Regions from separate parts of the Mus musculus genome. Here all the other regions are linked to region 2. A link is a contact called in public Hi-C and HiChIP or PLAC-seq data. All regions are on one chromosome and are shown on one strand. The core of a region is the stretch at or near the end of the contact, and the rest is flanking DNA. Distances in the headings are between cores, read along the strand shown.

Region 1 (4,390 bases), core at 703-3,202, 51 kb after region 2:
TTTCAGAACATTAGTTCTCTTAAGCGCCTAAAACTTTTAAATCAATTTTTAGAAATTTTTTAGACTTTATTACAAATTTGCCTTCATTCTTTAATAGGAACCATACACTGAATATCATTTTGAGATTTTATTAATGATGGGCCATTATTACTAATAATACTAAAGTCATACAAATTACTAACTTTTATTGCAGAAAATATGGCATTGTTGTCTTCTAAGATCACTCAGGACCAAAATGTATCTGCATATTAAAAAGGCACAGACCTTTTCAGGTAAAGCTTAGAGAATGCCGTGAAATACTCACATTAACTTCATCGCATGCATGAAGCAGTTTACTAATGAAAATGTATGTGTGTAAATCATTGTTTTCAATACTGAGGAAAACAATTTTTGGTATGGTACTTAGCCCAGGACCTCACACATGCGAGCAAGTATTCTACCACTAAACTATTATCCATAGACCATGAAACTATTTTAATAAGAGGAAATTCTATTCATTAACTTCATTTTCTGAGTGAAGGCAACAATACAAAACCTTATTTCTTATTAGCTGCTGAACACCTCTGCCAGCTAATCTTTAGGGTCGGGTTTGGGTGCTTCTCTCCTGGAGTCCAGATTTGTATGCAAATGGCCTCATTACTAAAGAAAGGAGATGTTACTTATTGTCTCTTCCGCTTCCCTGTGGGCTCCTGGCTTCCCTGTGTAGTGCATGCGCTATCAGAATTGCTTAATGTGCTTGAATGAATGATGGTGATTAGTGTTATTTATGGCTAGAAAAGCATGCTTCTATTTAAGCTGTAAAAAGGATTGTCGAATAGTTACTGTAAATATATGTTGACATAGTAAAGCTTGGAATGTCTTATGTCCCTGGTGTATTATCATCTTTATGGAAAAATTCATTTTGGTTTCTGTAGAGCATTTAGAAAAATGAGTTATATTGGAAAAATGAATTATGTTGGTGATTTGAAGAAGTATCTTTTTGTGTTGTCTCTTTGTTCAGCAGTGAAATTTTATTCTCAGTGTTCCTATTCTGCATTGTTTACATTCTTAAGGTTTTTATTTTAATCATCCATAAGTGTGAGACATGTACATATTATTTTTAGCATCTCAGTTTGAAGAGACATACAGTTAAACTTGACTTTGATAAATACTTCTAGGTCATTGTCTGTGCGAACAGCAGATTGTAAGCATACGCTTCCTAGTGATGTAGCTTTCTGTCATTGTGTCCTTGGTATTTATTGAACATCCACATACTGGTGGCACACAGATTTGTTCCAATAACTCCTTTAATTGAGCTGTAATTCATTTTAAGGCTTTAATTTGATTTTATAATTGTCAGAATGTGATGTTTAGCAATAAAAGAACAAATGTAATAAACCAGCATTTTACGTTTATCATCTTCTGTATCATATTTTTTACATTTGACCTTAGACAAAAGCTATTGTCTTGTCAGTGTCCTTTTTTTTCTGTAGAAATGTCCCACTTACATAGAATAAGATCTTGACTCTAAACATGATCTTCAATTTCCATATTGGTATATGACAGTTGTATATGACAGTTGTCTCAGAAAAAAATCTGTTAAGTGAGGTGCCTTTGTTTATAATTTTGGAAATGTTAGCTTTAAGGAAAGAGGACTGCCACATTTCCTTAGTGGTGTGTGCGTGTGTCATACTGTCTGGTGTTAATATTATTTTATTAATATATTTACATCATAGTATTACAAATGTATGTATGTGGAAGGAGGGTACATGTGAGTGTAGCGGCCAGAGGAAGACATTGGATTTCCCTCTGTATGGCTCTTCACCTTATTCCCTGAAGACAAGGTCTCTTACTCAGTCTGGAGCTGAGCTTAGGAGCCAGGGTCTAAGGTCAGATTCTTGTGCTTCCATAGAAACCGCTCTAACCTACAAAGTCCTTGTTAGCATTTATCTAAGCTTTGCCCCAGTTACCTGGCAACAGCCAAGTGTGCCTGACTCACTACAAAAGAGGCTGCTCAGTCCCCTCCCCTCTCACCTTGTTCTCTTGCCTTCCAGCTTTTCCTCTGTCCTCTCCTCCCTTCCCCCTCTCTCCCTATCCCCTCCCCCCTCTCTCCTCGTGCTCTTTGCTGGTCTGTACTCCTCCCCCTCCACCTTTCTCTGTCTCTACTACCCTCTCAACTCCCCTCCCCATGCCCTGGTGTCTTGAAGTCTTACCAGAGTTTTATGTATACACACTGTTAAGTTTATGAACTGAATTTTTATGTTAGGTAGATTTTCAAAATGGCATCTTTAATTTATATTTTTGATTAGAAAAAAAAAATCAACATTTTAAAATGTGTTAACCTGTCAGTGTATTTTGTTTAAACACATCTTTTCTCGTTTTCATTTTTTAAGTATATATAAATACACACACACACATTCAATTAAGTATTGGGGCTCATATATGTGCAGATATGTATGCACATGTGTACTCATGAATATGATGGACTGAGATTGATGTCAGAAGTCAATCTTGATGGTCCTCTATGTTATTAATTGAGGCAAGGTTTTCCAGTTGAGCTTAGAGGGTCAAAGTGAAATAGTGAAACAGGAAGGGTTAAAAGGAGGGGAGCCTGAGAGGGCAAAGTAGAGAAGGGAACATGGGAAAGGTAGAAAACATAAAGGCATTTTGAAGAAGTCATATGGGAATCTAGACACTTCCTAAAATATATACATACATATCTATAGAAACAGTTGCAGTCAGTTATGCTATAATGGGACAGAGTGCCCCTACTAGACACCGTAGGCTAACAAATAAAAAGTTCAATGCCATAAACGGGATTACCACTTTTGGAGTGGTTTGCCAGTGAGGTCCCATAGGCACCTCTCCCAAAATTACAGGCTATTGCCAACACTTGATTGCACCCCAGAACTTGAAAATAAGACCCTGTTACTGAAGATACTGAATACTTGAATCATGGTACATGAAAAAATAAAGCTGGTATGTACCTGGAAGTTTCATTCCCCACAGACTGGGATTTCATAGTGCTATATGCTGCCACCATAGGAGGAAAAAGTAAGTATCCACCTTACCTAGCTGTGAACCCTGTTTACAAGGAATCGGTTTCCCAGACACATAAAGTTGCACATGTGACTCCACAACAGTTGTGACAACATAGAGATGACCTACACAGTCTCAAGCCAGGCAAAATCCCAGCATGGAAAGGGGAGGTAGGCACAAAGTCCCATCCCTCAGCTAAGGACTTATTGGCAGTTGCTATCAGTTTAGAGAAGAGAGTCAGTTTTCCTTAAGGATGTGGCCCTGGTAGGCCATCTACACTCCAGTAGAAGGCCACATCCTATTACTGAAGATACTGAATACTTAAATCATGAAACATGAGAAACAAAGGTGGGACCCAGTGTATATGGGCAGCACAAGTTGTACTCTCTATATTTGAAAGAGAAGACACAAAATTGGGTGGTTAGAAAATAGGGGTGGGTTAGAAGGGAAGGAAGAGGGTCAATATGATCAGACTGCATTGTATGAAATGTGCAGAGAACTAATAAATATGAAAAAAGTGTGTCATCCATAAAATGTATAAAGTTAGTTTTCTGGAGAGAATAAATATTAGTAATGTCTTACCTCTCATTTGGAGAAAGTATTTCTTATTTGCATAGATGGCAACTGTTTTTTTTTTTTGATCCAGTAATATAATAAAATGATTATATATATGTTTTGACTGAATACTTATCTTTATTTTCTATAAGAATAGTGTTCCTGGGCTAGAGAGATGACTCAGCGGGTAAGAGCACTCACTGCTCTTCTGAAGGTCCTGAGTTCAAATCCCAGCAACCACATGGTGGCTCATAACCATTCGTAATAAGATCTAACGCCTTCTTTTTTTTTTTTTTTTTTTTTTTTTTGGTTTTTCGAGACAGGGTTTCTCTGTATAGCCCTGGCTGTCCTGGAACTCATTCTGTAGACCAGGCTGGCCTCTGCCTGCCTCTGCCTCTGAGTGATGGGATTAAAGGCGTGTGCTGCCACACCCAGCTCAAGGGCTGGGGTTTTAACTTGGGTTCTCATGCTTGTCAGCAAGTGCTTTGGAGAATAATACATAATTCCTATTGAATTGAATTATAGTTCATATTGGATTGGCATACAATTTTAATTTGGAATGGTTTGTAATTCTAAATATTAAGGTATAAAAAAGAGGACAGTAAAATGACATATTTTGAGTCCAAATGTTAGATTAGCTCTGTCATCCACGAGCATTCAAAACTTGAAGACTTTCTAGTTCCTTCTCAATAACACAGCCTCACTTCCACCTCTAGGAAATATCAGCAGTTCACAGACAAATCGGGCTCCAGAGACTGGAGAGGAATAAGTCTAGATAAAGAACACGTCAGGAGAACACAGAATCAGTAGGAGAACA
Region 2 (4,472 bases), core at 13-2,512:
CCCCTGGGACTGACTCAGGTAGTCAGGTTAGGCAGCAAGTGCCTTTACGTGTTGAGCCATTTTTCCAGGTCTAGAACTCCAATATGTAGCAATAGCCCAAACCTCAAGTCTTTTTTTTTTTTTTTTTTTTTTTTTTCCGAGACAGGGTTTCTCGGTATAGATCTGGCTGTCCTGGAACTCACTTTGTAGACCAGGCTGGCCTCGAACTCAGAAATCTGCCTGCCACTGCCTCCCGAGTGCTGGAATTAAAGGCGTGCGCCACTACGCCCGGCTCCTCAAGTCTTAGATGAAAGTTTTTGTTTTTTTTTTTTAATCAACAGCCAGGTATTTTTGATGCACAACTCTTAAGTGCAGGTTAACTCTGAGAGTTCAAGGCCAGCCTACTCTGTATAGTGAATGCCAGGCTTGGATTGCATAGTGAGACCCTGTCTTAAAATAAAGACCAGTTATATAGACAAATCTTACAAAACAAAATGTCGCGCGAAATAATCCAGATTTTAACAGTGTGGTTCTATTTACGCAGAATTCAACATTAAAAATAAATAAATTAATTAATAAATCAGAACGGGGCAGGGGACAGAAATACGTAGGAAGGGAAACTAGAAAGAAATTCTCTGGATAGAAATGCTACGTATGGGGCTGGTGAGATGGCTCAGCGATTAAGAGCACCAATTACTCTTCTGAAGGTCCTGAGTTCAAATCCCAGCAACTGCATGGTGGCTCACAACCATCTGTAATGAGATCTGACTCCCTCCTCCAGAGTGTCTGAAGACAGCTGTAGTGTTCTCACATATAATAAATAAATAAATCTTTAAAAAAAATAGAAAGAAAAGAAATGCTACGTATTTCGATTAAGATATAGACAGATATTTAGTTTTCAAAACACCGAAATGAACAAATGAGGCCTCCATTACGATATTGCCGTGCATAAAGACGTTAGAACGAGACGTGATTAATTTAAATGTGGGTATGTACTTCTGACAATCCCAAACTCCGGCTATATGAAAAGCACAACAAACCGGAGATGGAAATCAGTGAGAAGGAAGGGCAGAGCGCAGAGAGGGTCAAGCCTCATGAGTCACAAGCACGCTGCCGGACGGACGACCCGAGCTTCGAGCATTCCGGAGCCCGAGCGTCCCAGGAAAAGAAGCCCGCGCGCTTTTTCCGGCATATGCACCAAAAAAAAAAAAAAAACAAAACAAAACAAAAAAAAAAAAAAAAAAAAAAAAACGGCTGAGTGTCCTCACCGGAAGGGTCCGGAGGGAAATGTTGCCACCGGAGCAAAGAACCCGGTAGCACTTTAGTTCCTGCGCGGATGCTGGAGCTGGAAGGCTCCGGGCGGGCGCACGGCTGACTGGGGCTCGCAGAAGCAGGCCGCCGGGGCCCGCCGTCCATCCGTCGCTACGATGATTCCGGTGTCGCTGCTGGTGGTGGTGGTGGGTGGTTGGACTGCCGTCTACCTGGCCGACTTGGTGTTGAAGGTGAGGGCCTCAGGCCTCAGGCCCCAGCCGGCGGAGTCCAGGGCTGGTGCGCATGGTCCTGTGTCGCCCAAGGCCTTTTCTCTTCCCCTTCGGAGTCTCCGCGCCGGGCCGGGAGCCGCTCCGAGCGCCCGCCGCGTCTGCGTGCGCTCTCCCGCGTGGCGCATCCGTCCGACCGAGTAAAGAAAGTAGGGCAGGCAGGCTGCGGGAGGGGAGGGGTGTGGCGGCCACCGCATTGCGGGCGCCGCCGGGTCCCTGCGGCTTTTGGGCTCCTTCCCGGGAGGAGTCTGGCGGGCTTGGGAGGCACGGCTCGAAGGAGGAAAAGAAACGAAAACTTCCGCTTAAGAAAATGCTTTGTGGTTCTTCTTTGTGCTAAGGTTAGGACCCGTGAGACGCTGCTAGTGTTGTGATAAACCGAAATCAGATTGTGACTTAAATCACTGGCGTCAAACTCGAAAGTACACAGGAGCATCGGTGGTTCTAGTTTAAATTTAGATTCTGATTTCGTCAGATCTGGGAGGAAAGCTAAGATTGTGTATTTCCAGCCAGTTTCTCTGGCCCACGGACGGACAGTGCTGACCCACAGGCGGTGCTTTAAAGTAGCAAGAATTTACATAGCCACATTTTCTGTTATTCAAATTCTATTTACACCCTACACTCCCTTTTTCACAGTGACCACACACACTCTGAGCACACAGTGCTTTTTTTTTTTTTGAGTGTTGTGGGTGCTGGAATCGTAAGAAGAAATTTCAAGAGTTTGTCTGAGCACGTGTTTCAGACATCCTTGGAATGGAGTGGGGGTGGGGAATACGAGCTTAGAAATTCCCAAGGGTTTGGAAATCACAATCATAAATAGTAAAACCTTCATGTTTGTGTTCTTTTAAACAAAATAACCTCGTGACACTTCGTCTTAGGAAACAATAAAATCAAATGGCACCTGTGCTTCTTTGTCATATTTAAACGTTGGTATGCCAGGCTATGAAGAGCGAGCTTAAGAGAGCTAGGCTCTGCCACTTTCTAACCTCTGTGACCTTAGGCAGATCGTTACTTGTGCCTCCATTTCTTGTCTTTAAATTGGGAAAGCAACTGAAAGGATCACCTGAACTTATGGAGAGGATTATATTATGCGTCCAGATAATATACTGTATCGGAGGTCCAAGGACCAACAACACTTGGATGATCTGGGCCCTTGTTAGAATGGCAGACTCTCAGGTGTCACCTCTGCCCTGTAAAATCACAGTCTGAAGCTTAACAAGGTTCCCCTGATCATTTCTCTGCACATTTGCTTGAGAATCACTAGTGCAGTGGACTTGGTTTTAGTGCTTAGCAGCACAGGCCACAGTGATTTGGTGATGGGGCTCAAGAGAAAAAGCGCATGATTTCTTCATGTTTCATATGTTAAAAAAAGAATCCCAGATAAATAGAACTCATCAAACTCATACAGTCGGTCGCAGGTCAAGTGAGTGAGGAGGATGTGGTTTTAATTTCTGGGGCATCCCCTGTGTTCATAAAAGCACCAGCTCCTGAGGCGTGGTACTGATTCGGTATCTGCCTAGGAATGGGAAGCAGCCTTGCCTGAACAAATGGATATGGCTGTTTTGTCTGCTTCTCTGTACATGTACACTGCATGCATTCAGTGCCCTCAGGGGTCAGAAGAAGTATTCCCTGGCACTGGAGTTACAAATGCTTCCTTAGCCACCATGTGAGTGCTGGGATTTGAACCTGGTCCTCTGAAAGAAAAGCCACTGTTTTTACTGGCTGAGCCTTCTTGCCAGTGCCTGAGAGCTTGGCTTTTCTGAACTTTTCCCTTCTCTTGATCCTGCTGTCTTACCCTTGGTTTTTGTAGCCCAGTAAACCTCTGCTGCACAGGTGTGCCAGTCGTCTTTTCAAGTCATAGAAAACAGGCAGGCTTAAAAAAATGCCATCAGAAGACAGTAGAGACAATTACAGATACTGGCATTCAAACTGTGGCCATTTCTTTATGATGGTAAAAGACCTGAAATAGCCTTTTAGGACGAATGCGCTTTTCCATACAGATGGCCAGCAGTTAGGACAGTATTTCAGTGCTTTCTGTAACTCCCTTGTTATTTATAGATCTACTTTAGCCAAGGACTTCAATTGATAAGAACTTTGTGATTGTTTATAAGTAGCCATCACCGTAACCCTTGGGGAAATTTAAGAGCTTCTACTGAGACCTAGAGGACATTGGGTAAATTTTCTCGTTTTGTCTGGTTTAACTTGAGGCTTGCTTAGATGAAAATAGAAAATATTGATTGAAAGTAAGCTACCTCTTCTGTTGAATTCTCTCAGAGTCTAAAAAATTATCTCAAAAGACCTGTTTCCTGTCTGTGGCAATGAAATAAGCGGGGCCGTCCACTGTGGTGGTTATTGGATGTGTGTGGCTATCTAGCGTTTGCAAAACCTTGTCTGACTAGAAATGTGCTCTGAGTGTCATTTTAGTTCCACATTTCAAAGACTACTAGAAATAAATGTCTCATTGTTCTTACATTGACTACACATTAAAATGATCGCTTGGATTTGGATATTTACAGATTACAAATATATGAAAACGAATCTTTCCTTTTTGTAAAGTTGGCTACTAGACAGTTTAAAATGATGTGGCTTGAAGTTTTGATGTACATATTTCTTATGGGCTTTATGGTTCTAAGCAGAGGTCAGGAGTGTTGGCGGTGGTGATGCTTTGGGTTTGGTTTTTCTTTTTTCTTTTCTTTTTCAAGTCAGGGTTTCTCTGTGTAGCCCTGGCTGTCCTGGAACTCACTCTGTAGACCAGGCTGGCCTCGAACTCAGAAATCCGCCTGCCTCTGCCTCCCGAGTGCTGGGATTAAAGGCGTGTATATCTATCACCTGTCAAGGTCAGGGTTTTTTTTTTTTTTTTGTGGGCTGGAATAGTAAGTTTAAAAAAATTATTTATCTTTATTCCTTAATCCTTTTTTATAGTCCAGACTTCATCCCCCCCCCCCCCCCGAGTCTGCC
Region 3 (4,637 bases), core at 505-3,004, 50 kb before region 2:
AAAAAAGAAAGAAAGAAAGAAAGAAAGAAAGAAAGAAAGAAAGAAAGAAAGAAAGAAAGCGATTTCAGTGTAGAAACTAGCTATCAGGTTAAGCCTTTGGGGATCTTTTGGGAATGCTTCTGGCAATAGCAGAGAAACAACGAACAATAGTTTAAAGCATGTATTAACTCCAGGGAGAAGCAGAGATAGGATATTATTTTATTCGCTTTTTCAGAGAGTGTCTCTTTATGTACCCTTTATTGGCCTGGAACTGGTATTATGACTAAGGCTAGCAACATACTTGCAACAGTTCTCTCTCCTCACCCTCCTAAAATCAAGCATCATAGGCAAGAGCCACCTTTCACTTAAGGTTCTCTTTCTGTCTCTGTGTCTGTCTCTCTGTCTGTCTTTCTATGTTGTCTCTCAGATTGTCTGTCTGTCTCTCTCTCTCTCTTTGTGTGTGTGTGTGTTCATGTGTATGCATGTGGAGACCATGGGTGTCAACCTTGGGTGTCATTCTTTGGTGCCATCTATTATTCTTCAGGAGAGTCCATTTGCTACTCTAGTGGGTGGCATGAACCGGAGAGAGCAGGGCCTAACACTGGGTGGACTAAAGCCTCAATACAGTAGCCAAGCCTATGCAGAGCATCAGGCAATTTAGACTCAGCAGGTTAAGAAGCGTCACGTGTACGTGAGCAAGGTATTCAAGCAAGGCATGTCAATCAAGGACAAGCCACATATGGCAAAAACATGTTTTTCCATAGAGCCATATGAATACAAGATCTGAAATAAACTCACTTCTATCTGCTCACCTGGGAGAAATAGAAAAACACATTCCAAGAATAATCCCTCTTTTTGAAGAAGCTGAGATCACAAGACTTATTTCCTTGGAGTTCTCTCTCAAGCACTCAGGATTCTCACGACTCCTTTCCTGGACTGTGTCCCGAGAATAGCCTTTTTTTGTTCTTGGGTGTGTGCCTAATAATGAAACAGCTGCCATGGCTATTAGCATCATTTCCTCACCTAGTGTCCCCAAGTGCAGAAAACAGGGTAGCACAGTTTGAATCTGAAATATCTCCCACAGGCTTATGTGTTTGAATACTCAGCTGATGATTCTGTTTAGGAGGCTTTAGACCATTTAATAGATGGAGCCTATCTGGAAGTATTGAGGGCCTCCTTAGCTCCTGGGACTCCATCTTGTATCTGGGTTGCCATTTTGTAGTAAGCTAAATAATAAGAAACAACTGAATTTCCAGAAATGGCTTCTGGCCCCAGGTGCCTGTATGAACTTACACCACAATATCTTACCCTATGCTTTGTCTGCATCCAGTCCAGACTGAAGCCTAGCAGTTGTCAAATAGGCTCTGATTGGCTGGTCCCCATTCAGGCCAAGTTATTAGGGAAGCCATCTGAGGTACTTGATGGATAATAACTCACCTAAGGTGCCAGGTGTGAAAATGGTTGGAAACATACAACATATGCATGTACCCGGTTGGTTGCCTCTACCCTTGCTCCTACCCCACAAAACAAAACCTTGTTGGGTTTTGCTTTAAAAGTTTTCTCTGTCCTGCCCACCCCCTTCCAGCTGACATGGTTTGGATCCTGAACCCAGCCTTCTGCCTGGTGTATGAGTTTTCTGAATAAAGAAACTTTTGTTGGCTCAAACTTGATTTTCATACTGGATTATTCCCAAATTATTGGACCCTAGCAGAAGAAGTAGGTCACTGGGGATGAGTCATTGTGGACTCTCTTCCAAGAATCTTGTCAGGCTTTTGTCCCCTTATCTGTGCCATGTAAAGAGATTATCCCCTTATACTCTCATCAGCATGTCTTCTGCTCCATGACAAATTGCAATCACTCTGAAACTGAACCAAGATAAACATTTTTCCCCTAAGTCATTTCTGCCGGGTATTCTGTAGTTAGAAAAGTAACTAATACGTAGGGAGAAGTGTTTCTCAGGAAAGTTCTCCTGATATTCCCTCAAAGACAATTGTGTCGTATAACTACCCACAAGTGCAAGTAAGATATATATAATTTTCCTAGTGCAGAGTAGTTTCTGTGGTAGGCTTTCTAGTTTTCCTGACAACTGAGTGTCTCGATAAAACTAGATGAGCCCTATCCTCATGGACAGAACTCTAAGTCTTAATAACTGCAACCATGGCCCATGGTTGCCGCTAATATCTAAGTGGTATTTGCTATGAGCCAGAAATAAGTTTTATGTTCTTTGTTTACCAAATGAAGTATAGGGAAATTAAGGGAGGAGTTCAAGGTTACAACTAATTAAGTGGCAGAGACAGACTTTGAAGCTAGGCACCCTGGCTCTGCAATCTAGTCTCTTCGTCACTAGACTTTCTCTTGTCGAAGTAAGTTTTACAGACATAACTGTAAGGAGATGAAGAATCCCAAGCTGAGTGAAGCTGTGAGTGAATATGTACTGTTGACACACACGGGCATGGCTACGACAAAACCCAAGGCCTCAGGTCCATGGGAAAGTGCCAAGACCCATCCCCCATATGGGTCAGGCTCAGGACTAACAAAGCTGCAGCATTCTTCCTCTTCCTCCTCCTCTTTCTCTCCTCCTCCTCCTCCTCCTCCTCCTCCTCTCCTCCTCCTCCTCCTCCTCCTCCCCTCCTCTCCTCCTCTCCTCCTCCTCCTCCTCTCCTCCTCCTCCTCTCCTCTCCTCCTCCTCCTCTCCTCTCCTCCCCTCCTCTCCTCCTCTCCTCTCCTCCTGTCCTCCTCCTCCTCCTCCTCTCCTCTCCTCCCCTCCTCTCCTCCTCTTCCTCCTCCTCCTCCTCCTCTTCCTCCTCCTCCTCCTCTCCTCCTCCTCTCCTCCCCTTCTCTCCTCCTCTCCTCCTCTCCTCCTCTCCTCCTCTCCTCCTCTCCTCCTCTCCTCCTCTCCTCCTCTCCTCCTCTCCTCCTCTCCTCCTCCTTCTCCTTCTCCTTCTCCTTCTCCTTCTCCAGGTAAAATTATTTACAAACGATTAATTAACTTATTTACAAACGATTAATTAACATGTGGGGAAAAAAACCCTAGCAACCGTAGCTTCCTCCTCCTGGATGTTTAGGACCTAAAACTTCTCACCTACAAAGACCTCCTATTGAGAGGCACCAACAATATTCCCACCTCTTATCTCCTGCCTCTCCTGATGTATATAATAAATACTGCTGAGGTCACAGGATGTAGAGGAAGTAGGTGCAACTCCATCAGAGCATTCATCATGCACCTGACCCCAGATTTTTTTGTACCCGTGTCTGTCATGTCTTCACCCCCTCACTACTCCTATCAGGGTTCCAGACCCAAGCTCTGAAGGTTACAGCACATAGCCAAAAGTAATTTTCTGCTCATAGAGGCAATAGGAAGCATATAGATTAAGTGGGGCCGGATTAAGTTGGGGACACTGTCCTTTTTTTTCAGTGATCTCCCTGGGTCTGCAGCCTTTACCCAAATCTGTGAACATAGTTCATGGTGGCATCCATTAAGCTGTAAGGACTACTCTGTCTGACCAGGGACTTGCTATGTTATAATAAAATCCTAAATAGAGTGTCTAATCCAAATATTTGTGGTAAAAGTGGACTCTCTACTTGGGGTGTTCTTGGCCAGGCAAGATCACACATGGCCTATGTTATGATGGAGTTGTCACTTGGGTTATATTTACCACTCCCACATAATATAGTCTTTGTGAACTTTTAAAAATATATAAACAAAGCATCTTGCTTCTGTAGTTACTTCAGAGAGGTTTTATGGCTGCTTGCCTAGTGCTGACGTGCAATAAGTATTGTCTTAACTCTTACAGTTATTTCATACCAATACATGAAACAGAAAGCTTTCTCCAGTCAGTTTTAATTACCATATACAGGGTTTTCTTTTTAATTATTTTCCTTGTGAAGTAAGTGCCAAATATAAAGTACACTTTAAGAACACTTTTTATATATACAGAATCCACTCGGGATTCTTTTCAAAAACTGCTTACTACTTTATCAAACAATATCTGAGCTATGATAGGTTTATGAACCATTTTTAGGTTATAATGATGAAAGCGAACCTCCCTTTGATTTTGGACAAAACCAGTGAGGTAAAACTCTTTTTTTTTTTTAAAGATTTATTTATTATATGTAAGTACACTGTAGCTGTCTTCAGACACACCAGAAGAGGGTGTCAGATCTTGTTACAGATGGTTGTGAGCCACCATGTGGTTGCTGGGACTTGAACACTGGACCTTTGGAAGAGCAGTCAGGTACTCTTACCCACTGAGCCATCTCACCAGCCCAAAACTGATTCTTATATAGCGAATTATAAAACTTCTTAAGGCTCAAAAATGATATTCAATTCAGGCACTGTAAGTATAGTCAGTGTTAGGTCACATGCTTAGCATGCATAAGGCCCAAGGGTTGACTCCCATTGTCATAAATAAATAGCCCAAGTCTGGCATTTATGATTTGCTTGGGGGCAGTGTATGAATCATAAAGCAGGTATGCAATACATTCGGCCAAATGATAACTCTCTAATGATAAAATTCAATCCTGGGGCTGCCATTACCTCATCTCAAACTGACTCACTTTAATGGCATACAGTGGGTGACACTAATGGCTTGAATAATCACCAACGAGTACCTCATTCAAACTCTTTGAGCACTTAACACTTGACCGTAAAAGATGAG

Evidence for each region. A called contact is a pair of places that touch in the nucleus more often than the background predicts. HiChIP or PLAC-seq counts read pairs in DNA pulled down with a chosen protein or histone mark.
Region 1: an H3K27ac HiChIP or PLAC-seq map of epiblast stem cells shows a contact between it and region 2. The contact joins the enhancer-like site here to the promoter of Mbtps2 in region 2. A contact is called at or near these places in 2 of 39 promoter capture datasets (macrophages and pre-B cells), 2 of 484 Hi-C or Micro-C datasets (the HPC-7 cell line and embryonic fibroblasts), 5 of 115 datasets of contacts at active chromatin or transcription factors (embryonic stem cells, epiblast stem cells, extraembryonic endoderm stem cells and 1 more) and 3 of 9 other capture datasets (adipose tissue, liver and pancreatic islet).
Region 3: a Hi-C map of muscle stem cells shows a contact between it and region 2, with 2.1 times the contacts expected there. The contact joins the enhancer-like site here to the promoter of Mbtps2 in region 2. A contact is called at or near these places in 13 of 39 promoter capture datasets (the 3T3-L1 cell line, 3T3-L1-derived adipocytes, the C10 cell line and 8 more), 1 of 15 datasets of contacts at CTCF or cohesin (embryonic stem cells), 25 of 484 Hi-C or Micro-C datasets (the Ba/F3 cell line, the HL-1 cell line, LSK cells and 17 more) and 8 of 115 datasets of contacts at active chromatin or transcription factors (the HPC-7 cell line, astrocytes, embryonic stem cells and 3 more).

Annotation. Positions count from the first base shown.
Region 1 is chrX:157,544,828-157,549,217 of GRCm38.p6, reverse strand. Mbtps2 (membrane-bound transcription factor peptidase, site 2) reads left to right here. Exons shown (of 11, transcript NM_172307.3): 11 at 1-1,396. Among named protein-coding and RNA genes, the nearest start is that of Yy2, 22 kb to the left of the region's middle. Within about 2 kb of position 1,952, at least 28 of the 459 cell types and tissues checked have an H3K27ac peak or open chromatin away from gene starts, as enhancers often do. A contact at or near this core is called in epiblast stem cells and trophoblast stem cells, where this site is marked.
Region 2 is chrX:157,595,505-157,599,976 of GRCm38.p6, reverse strand. Mbtps2 (membrane-bound transcription factor peptidase, site 2) reads left to right here and starts at 1,262. Exons shown (of 11, transcript NM_172307.3): 1 at 1,262-1,481. The coding sequence starts at 1,407.
Region 3 is chrX:157,645,543-157,650,179 of GRCm38.p6, reverse strand. No RefSeq gene overlaps it. Among named protein-coding and RNA genes, the nearest start is that of Mbtps2, 49 kb to the right of the region's middle. Within about 2 kb of position 1,754, at least 1 of the 459 cell types and tissues checked has an H3K27ac peak or open chromatin away from gene starts, as enhancers often do. A contact at or near this core is called in muscle stem cells, where this site is marked.